2 separate regions of the Gossypium hirsutum genome follow, and region 1 is linked to region 2. Evidence: chromatin contacts called from public Hi-C data. All regions are on one chromosome and are shown on one strand. The core of a region is the stretch at or near the end of the contact, and the rest is flanking DNA. Distances in the headings are between cores, read along the strand shown. Region 1 holds the start of LOC107940156 (probable RNA-dependent RNA polymerase 5). Region 2 holds the start of LOC107930847 (trihelix transcription factor ASIL1).

Evidence for each region. Hi-C and Micro-C count contacts between places; a contact is called where the count stands out from the background.
Region 1: a Hi-C map of leaf shows a contact between it and region 2, with 2.0 times the contacts expected there. The contact joins the promoter of LOC107940156 here to the promoter of LOC107930847 in region 2. A contact is called at or near these places in 2 of 34 Hi-C or Micro-C datasets (both in leaf).

The regions. Positions count from the first base shown.
Region 1 is chrA07:1,007,731-1,011,700 of Gossypium_hirsutum_v2.1, forward strand. It overlaps LOC107940156 (probable RNA-dependent RNA polymerase 5), which reads left to right and starts at 1,631. Exons shown (of 19, transcript XM_016873587.2): 1 at 1,631-2,275; 2 at 2,384-2,573; 3 at 2,662-2,788; 4 at 3,019-3,090; 5 at 3,729-3,903. The coding sequence starts at 1,810.
Region 2 is chrA07:825,942-829,697 of Gossypium_hirsutum_v2.1, forward strand. It overlaps LOC107930847 (trihelix transcription factor ASIL1), which reads right to left and starts at 1,302. Exons shown (of 2, transcript XM_016862591.2): 1 at 1-1,302. The coding sequence starts at 994.

The DNA.
Region 1 (3,970 bases), core at 381-2,880, 180 kb after region 2:
TTAATTTCCATGCACGTCCCCCAGTCCACCCCTTTTTCTTCACATTTAAACAAGTATTCTAATAATTTATTCTTAATTTAAATGAATAAATTTCAAAATTATAATTCAATCTGGAATTTCATACATAAATTTTCATCAATTTAAATTTATACTCCACTAATTAAAAAATGCTTACAATTTTAATTATATATAAAAGAATTTCAGCATATTTAAATTCAAATTGTTTTTACGTATTTCAACATCCAAAAAATGATTGGAAAAAGTTGAAAATATTTAGATAATTTACAAATAATAAACAAATTCAAACTTTTAGATAAAAAAAATATTCGACATGGTATTATTCTAAAACCGAAAATCGATTTAATAGATTGTTGAAAATTTTGGATAAAAATATATGATCGAAAAATAAGTTTGGACAAAAAAAATAAGATTTATTTTCTAAACGGGTTGAAACTCGGGTAAGCTTTTTTTACCCGAGCTAGACCCAATTTGGCCTGAATTTGAAAAAAAAAGATGTTGCTATTTTGTTACTATTTTTTTCATTGTTTTGCTATCATTTCGTCATTATATTGTTACTATTTTATTGTTATTTTTTAGATATTTATAATTTTTATTTTATTATTAAATTTATTATTATTGTAGAAATATTTACTTGCTAAATTGTATTTATTTTAGTGTTATTTAATTATATTAAATTTTAATATATTTGACCTATTATATTTTTAAAAATTATTTTTATATAAAAAAATAATATATAAAAACTTTAAATACAATCCAGATTATCTGAACTTGAATTTTAATAAATATATTCTAATCAAATTTAATTAAAAACAAAATTTTAACCTCAAATCAGACTTAGGGCCAGTTCTGCATTACTTTTCAAAAGCACTTTTGGCTTGAAAAGCACTTCTGGAAAAAAAGCTGTGCAGATCAAGCTGCTTTTGGCTGAAATTTTTAACTTTTTAGAAGTGCTTTTGAAAAGCACTCCTGAGGAGGAGAAGCTAAAATTTTTAGCTTTTCCTCTTCCAAAAGCACTTTCAGTGCTTAATTACTTTTTTACCCCTCCAATAACATAGTACTTTCCCCTTTTTTTTGGTACTTAATTACAAATATATTAAAATCACTAATTAAAAATAAAAAATATTTTTTAAAATACTAATTAAAAATATTTAATAATTATATTTAAATATTTAAAATATAGTTTATATATTCTAATTAAATTTTATAAATAATTAATATTTATTGCTTAAAAATATTTTAAATTTATATTTTATATATTAAAATATTAACAAGAAGTTATGATAATTTTTTATATTCTTACTAAAATATAATAATATTAACTAATTTAAGTATTATTTAAATGTGTATTTATTACTTGATAATAACATGTTTAAAATAGACATTTTATTTGTCAAAAGTACTTTTTAACAGCAATGCTAAATAATTAAATTTTAAATCAAAATTTTCAAAAGCATTTCTAAAATACACTTTTTAAAAGTATTACTAAACTAACCCTTAAAATGCAGACTTAATTTATTTTACTTGGCCGACCGGCTCACGGACAAAACAGCCCAAACGAAGGCCTTTTGAATCTTTTTTAACTCTACTATTCATTAAAATTGGAATCTTTACCTTTTCTTCTTTCTTTTTAATTTTCTTTATAATAGTGAAGCTTTTTCTGCTCATTGGCCATTTCATCAAAGTAGTACTATTACACGGTGTGATTATTGTACCATTCATCTTTATGAAATTTTACTCTTTTGGTTCTTTTCACATTTCACGTACATTTGATTTGACAATAAATATCAAATGTTTTTGTTGAAGAAAATTGAGAACCCAATTCTAAAGTTTGAAAATTTTGAAGCGATACGACCTGTTAAAAGCCCCCCACTGAATATTTTTTTTCGTTGCTGCATTTCATCAAATGTTTACTCTAGTTTAACAATGGCTAACAATTCCCATGAAGACGTTGTTTTATTACCTCAAGCGGTTGAAGCATTGATATCCAGAATTTGCAACGAGCAGCAACAGCCACGACTTGGTTACTCAACGAGGCAGGCATTGGCTGAGGTAGGTGAAGAAGCATCCCTAAGGATTCTAGAGAAAATCCAACGGACGGAGATTCGTACTACGTTTGATCGATTCGTGATGTATATGATAAGAAACGAATCAAACGGCAATGGCTCTCCACAAAAACGATCCAATTCTGCTCAACTAAATAGTAGCCCCTTTTCTTCTCCCTCCAAAACTTGCCGGCTTATGATGAACTCTCAAGGTTTTACACTTCTTTGAAACCATGGGTTTGTTTTCATTTTGGTAGTTGTTTTTGACGTTTTGTGTTTATTGGTTTTAAAAGGGTGAAATAATGTTAATGTTACTTCAGCTTCAGTTACTCCTATTCAGAGTTCTTCAGTAAATGCTAATAGAGAAGAAGGGTTTGGTCCACAGTCGGTAGCTACTCCTATTCTGACTTCTTTAACAAATGTTGGTAGAGAAGAAGTGTGTCCACAGTTGGTAGCTTTAGGGGAGCTTGAATTTCGTAAAGCTTTTCTTATTTTAAGTTACATTGGACAGTAAGTTTCCAATTTATGGCTATGTCTATCTTTCACTGCTTTTAATAATGTGTTTTTAAGACCCTTTTCCATATATATTTTGCCATAGGAATAAGTTGGAAGAAGTAATCACTGCTGATCACATTCAAAGTTTAAAGAATTTGGGGATGGATGAGTTTGAAAAAGAGATCTGGGATTCCCTGGGTCAACGTTATGCTCGAGCTGACCGTGTTAAGGTAAACATAACGGTGTTAGCTGTGTTTGATTCTAGCCATATTTTGAATTACATGGCGTGCTAATTATGAAGGGAATGAACATAGATGTTTCCGAAAATTCTAACTTGTATTCGACCCTTTTTCATGTGGGCATATTACCTTCCCTGCTTTTGATGCCTTGTGAAATTGTTTTTTTTTTTTCTCTCTTTTTTTGCTTTTCTCACTTACCGTTGCATACCTTTGTCTTGCAGCTGCTTGAGTGGGAAGGAAAAACGACTGAGTATCATTGTCATGTGCAAGAAAACGGGACATATAGGTTCAAGGTAAATTGGAAGTTTCAGTTTCTAGGCTTTTGCATTGTCTTGATTCTTTGTTTTTGGCATGTATATATGTTAACTTACATTCATAGGACAAAAGGATTGGGTTAAGTTTATAGACACTTATAGAAACATGTATTGGATATGGACAGTTTTATGAGGTAGCTGAAGGCAGTTTAATGAGATTTACCTTTTTATCTCATGCTTACGAAAACTTATTCTATTTCATATGGTAGGCATGTATGGTGGTACAGATCAAAATACGATTTTGTAAAGCTTTTATGGTAATAAGTGGTGATATGGAATTATCATGACGTTGGAACTAGCATACCCCAAACATCTACTGCAAGTGTGTATTTGTTTGTTGCTTGCCTTACTGGATTTGGGTCATGATTTGTAGTTCTGGGCTTCTGGCTGCAATTGATCTCATAAAATGGTTGTGGTTGTTTCTATCAAAGGGACTTAAGTCCCCTGATCCGTCTTTTTATGGGGTAGATGGATTCACAGAGTATTAAATGTGCTTTGCTTAATAATTATTATTTCTGCATTAATTTTCCTTGGCCACCCTTTTCCCCCCAAATTTATTGTAATTTAACATCTCCTTATTGTATTGAATGTGTTATTATTTTCATGTGGTTTATCAGGGCCCTTATTTTGAAAGGACTAGAAGGCATTTGCAAAGGGTTTTAGGAGATGATAACGTTCTTTCTGTTAAGTTTGAAACAGAAGGTAAAAGTCCACTTGACAGTGGTTATGTAGGGTTCAAAAAAGTTGCAAAAGAAGGAATTCTTGTTGGTTTGCGCCGATATCGATTTTTTGGTGCGTCTTCTGCACTGCATTCTTGGAATAATAAATATACTATTTATTGTTCTTATTTTCCCTTCCA
Region 2 (3,756 bases), core at 52-2,551:
CAGTCTCGTCATCATCGTCATCGTCGTCATCATCCTCTTCCTTCATTTTAGCAATCTCTGCTTGTGCTTTCTCCAAAATCTGCTTCTTTTGTACTTCCAACTCCTTCTGAAAATCCATCCTCATCTTCTCCAACTCCTTCATATGCTCCCTTTTACTACTCTCAATCTTCTCGTATATCTTACTGAACCTCTGCACTGATTCAGCCAACATCCTCAACGAATGCTCATCGTTCACATCCACTTTCATTGACCCACCATCGGCTTCTTCTCCATCATCATCATCATCTATCTCCGACTCTGCGGGACTATCCCTCATCTCATCGAAACCATTAGACCTATCCAAATAAACTTGCGGATTCATAAACACAAACTCCCCGGAATCAACTCCACAAGCCAACCATGATTCTTGTTGCCTAAATGAAGAAGAACCCAACCCCATTAACATCTCCATTTTCCTAAAGAACACCCATTTACTCGAATTCAACCCCATTCTCTCAGCTTTCGACTTCTCTTTCTTAAACTTCCTCTTCAACCCATCAATCATACGCCTACACTGAGCTTCATTTTTCACACTTTTCAAAGCATCACTAACTTTCTCAGCTATATCAACCCAATCTTCACCTCTCAAACTCCTCCTCCCTAATTGCAAAAACCTATTCCCCCAAACCTCTAACAGAACATAAATCTCCTGTTGGGTCCAATCATAGGCATTTTTTAAGCTATCTCTATGGTCAGGTGCATATTGGAAGCTAGGGACTGATGTTCTCACCTTTTGACGCTTTGGGTACCTTTCAAAACGCTCGCTTTCTTTGACGCGGTGGTAATAAACATCTGGGTCGTCGTCGTTATCGTCATCTACATCTTCGTTATCTAGTTCCATTTCTTCTTCATCGTCGAGCTCTTCGTCTGGTCCGTAACTGTATACATGGCGAGTTCTGGTTGAACGAGGGTATTGCGGATGGCGATTAAAAGAGTAGGGTTCAATACCATCCATCTTCCTCTTTAGGGTTTCCTTCTTTTAGAGTTGTGGGTTTTGGGAAATTGAGAATTGGAGTTCAGAAAAGAAAGAAGATTAAGGCTTCGTGGGAAGAACGAACCCTCAATTGAAAATTCTAGGGTTCGGACGCTTTCGAGATTTGGGGATGAGGGTTGAGGGTAATTAAAAGTAACCCGAATTTGGGCATTTCAATTATTTGATTTTGGGCCTTACTTGGGTTCAAAGAGCTAAAGCCTAGAAACTACTACTTTAATATCTAAATTAAATTTTGATAATGAATAATCGAAAATCAATATATGCATCCCTTCTGAAGTTGTTGCGGATAATTGCTTAAATATTGTTACACAAGCAATACATGCAAACCCCTAAAAATAACCCTTCACAAAAACCCCTGGGCTTTGATAGTAGGGCCCATTCATTAACCGGCCCATCCTTCTAACGTGGTGTCCCAAGATAAAGAGCAGTATATTGCTCACGGTTGAGAGAGGCAAGCAAATTGCATACTACCTTCTCCTACCTTAGCTCTGGTTCCATCTTTTTTTCTCACACAATATTATTAAACAACTATCTATATTGACCTAAACAAGGTGACCATCCATCTCTACCCTTTACTACATCGTTTTATCAACAATTGACGCTGTTAGTGTAGAAAAATTTTCTTGTAAATTCTTGAACTACGGTGAAAAGTAATAAAACGACCAAACCCAAAGTTATATAAACTCCTTGGATAAGAGAGCGTCTCCAAACAGAAAGCCACAAAACACGCCTCTTATCCACAAATGATAGTGTGATACATGGCGTTTTTCAAACTCAAACAAAAGGTAATTATGTGCGCAAATTCCAAATAGTGAGTTGTAATGCTTAGTCATAACTGTCCGTGATAATGTCGTGCAATGTTTGGAAAATAACAATCATACATACTTTTCACGCACAAAACCCACCCTTTCAACTTTAACCACCCCCCGCGGTGATACTAAACCCTTACTACCCCAAAAGCACATGCCTTAATATAAGCATGTCTTAACCCTCTACAGAAGTATTCTCCTAACATTTTGATGAAGTCTTCAAAGCTCAACCCACTTATCCTTCAAAAAATTTCCTTAAAAAAAGAAAAGAAGAATGCCTTAAGGCAAGTCACTGCATAACCTCCACCTTAGCTAGGGAGTGATTGTTATACCTTAATAGGATGACTTGAACCATCTACTCCACAAGTAGTACATGTAAACCCCTCAAATGGAACCCCTTGCAAAAACCCTCGACTCTAACATAAGGGCTCACTCATTAACTGCCAATAGACTGTAATTATCACGTCCCATCTAAGGTAGCCCAGAGCACATTATAGTGCCACTCTGCCTAGGCTTATAACTCTAGACCACTTGGCAACTTGCCTTTGACTCACCAATAATAGCTTGACATGTGACGTTTCAAGGCAATGTATATGACTGCCGGCCTGAGGAAAAGGGCAAGCAACTCGCATCCTCCCTTAGCTCCAGTTCCACATTCTTCTCTTAGGCAACCTTATCATATAGCTCTCTGCCCAATCCTAAATCTACTTTTTAGCTAAAAATGTTAAAATCTACTTTTTAGCTAAAAATGTTATCTTAGTTAAAAAAAAAATTAGCCCAAAATGTTAACTCTCTAATTTTTATTTTTTATTTTTACTTTTAAATTGCCTTTCTTTTTTTTTTTTCTTATTCTCTTTAGTCTCTCTTCTCTCTTTTTTCTATCTCCTTTCTTTCCCCTTATCTCATAAACAACCTAGACAGTCAAGCAACATCCTACTATTTGAAGGAATTATTTCAAAAATTCATTCCTGAGTGGACGGGGAAAGAAAATGAAAAGACAACATCTAGCATGCATCCTCTGCAGAATGTATTTTCCCATTAATTTATAATAATCAAGACACAACATGTTTGGATTGTTTATGGCAAAAGAAGAAAGAAAGGAGGAGAAAAAAGAGAGGAGAGGAAAGAAATGCAAATAGAAATAATAATAAAAAAGGTATATAAAGAAATAGAAAATGAAATAGAAAAAATAATTGTTTTTAAGTTTAGAAGGCATGTCGAGATTTTTTTTTAAAAAAAAGTTGACGTTTTGGTCTTAAATAAATGAAATAATAGTTTAGATACCACTTTCAATAAAAAAAATTAGGTAGTAATTTAAAAAAAACAATATACAAATTAAAAATGCAATATCAATATTAGACATTCCTTTTAAATGAGTTAGGCTTCTTCCAAAAATATTATTTTTACTATTTTGTTTGCTTGTATGATGTATCAGCAGGGATCAAGTCAGAAATTTTATTTAAGAGCCGAAATTAAATTATAATTTTTAAGATAATAAAAATGTAATTTCACTATTTTAATAGCTTATATCTTTATAATTTTTAAATGATTAAATTAAATTTTTATCATTTTTAGGAGACAATGTATAATTTTATCTTTACTAATTTAAAATTTTAAAAAAATAAAAGACCTAAATGAAAAAAATTTATTTTAAGGGAGGCGGGGCCCTGCCAATCCCTTAGCTACGCCCTGTGTATGAGTTATTAGTTGTATGAATTAATTAAATTACTTCGAATTAGAAAAAGATTACGACATTTTACAAATAATACAGTCAAGAAAATTCATTCTATAGGACTTTAGATTCTTACAAAGTAACAAAAGGTAAATGAGAAAATAAAGGGTAAACTATATTAATAGTCACTCAACTATAATTTTTTTGTTTTTTTATCACTCAACTATGAAAAGTTACAAAAT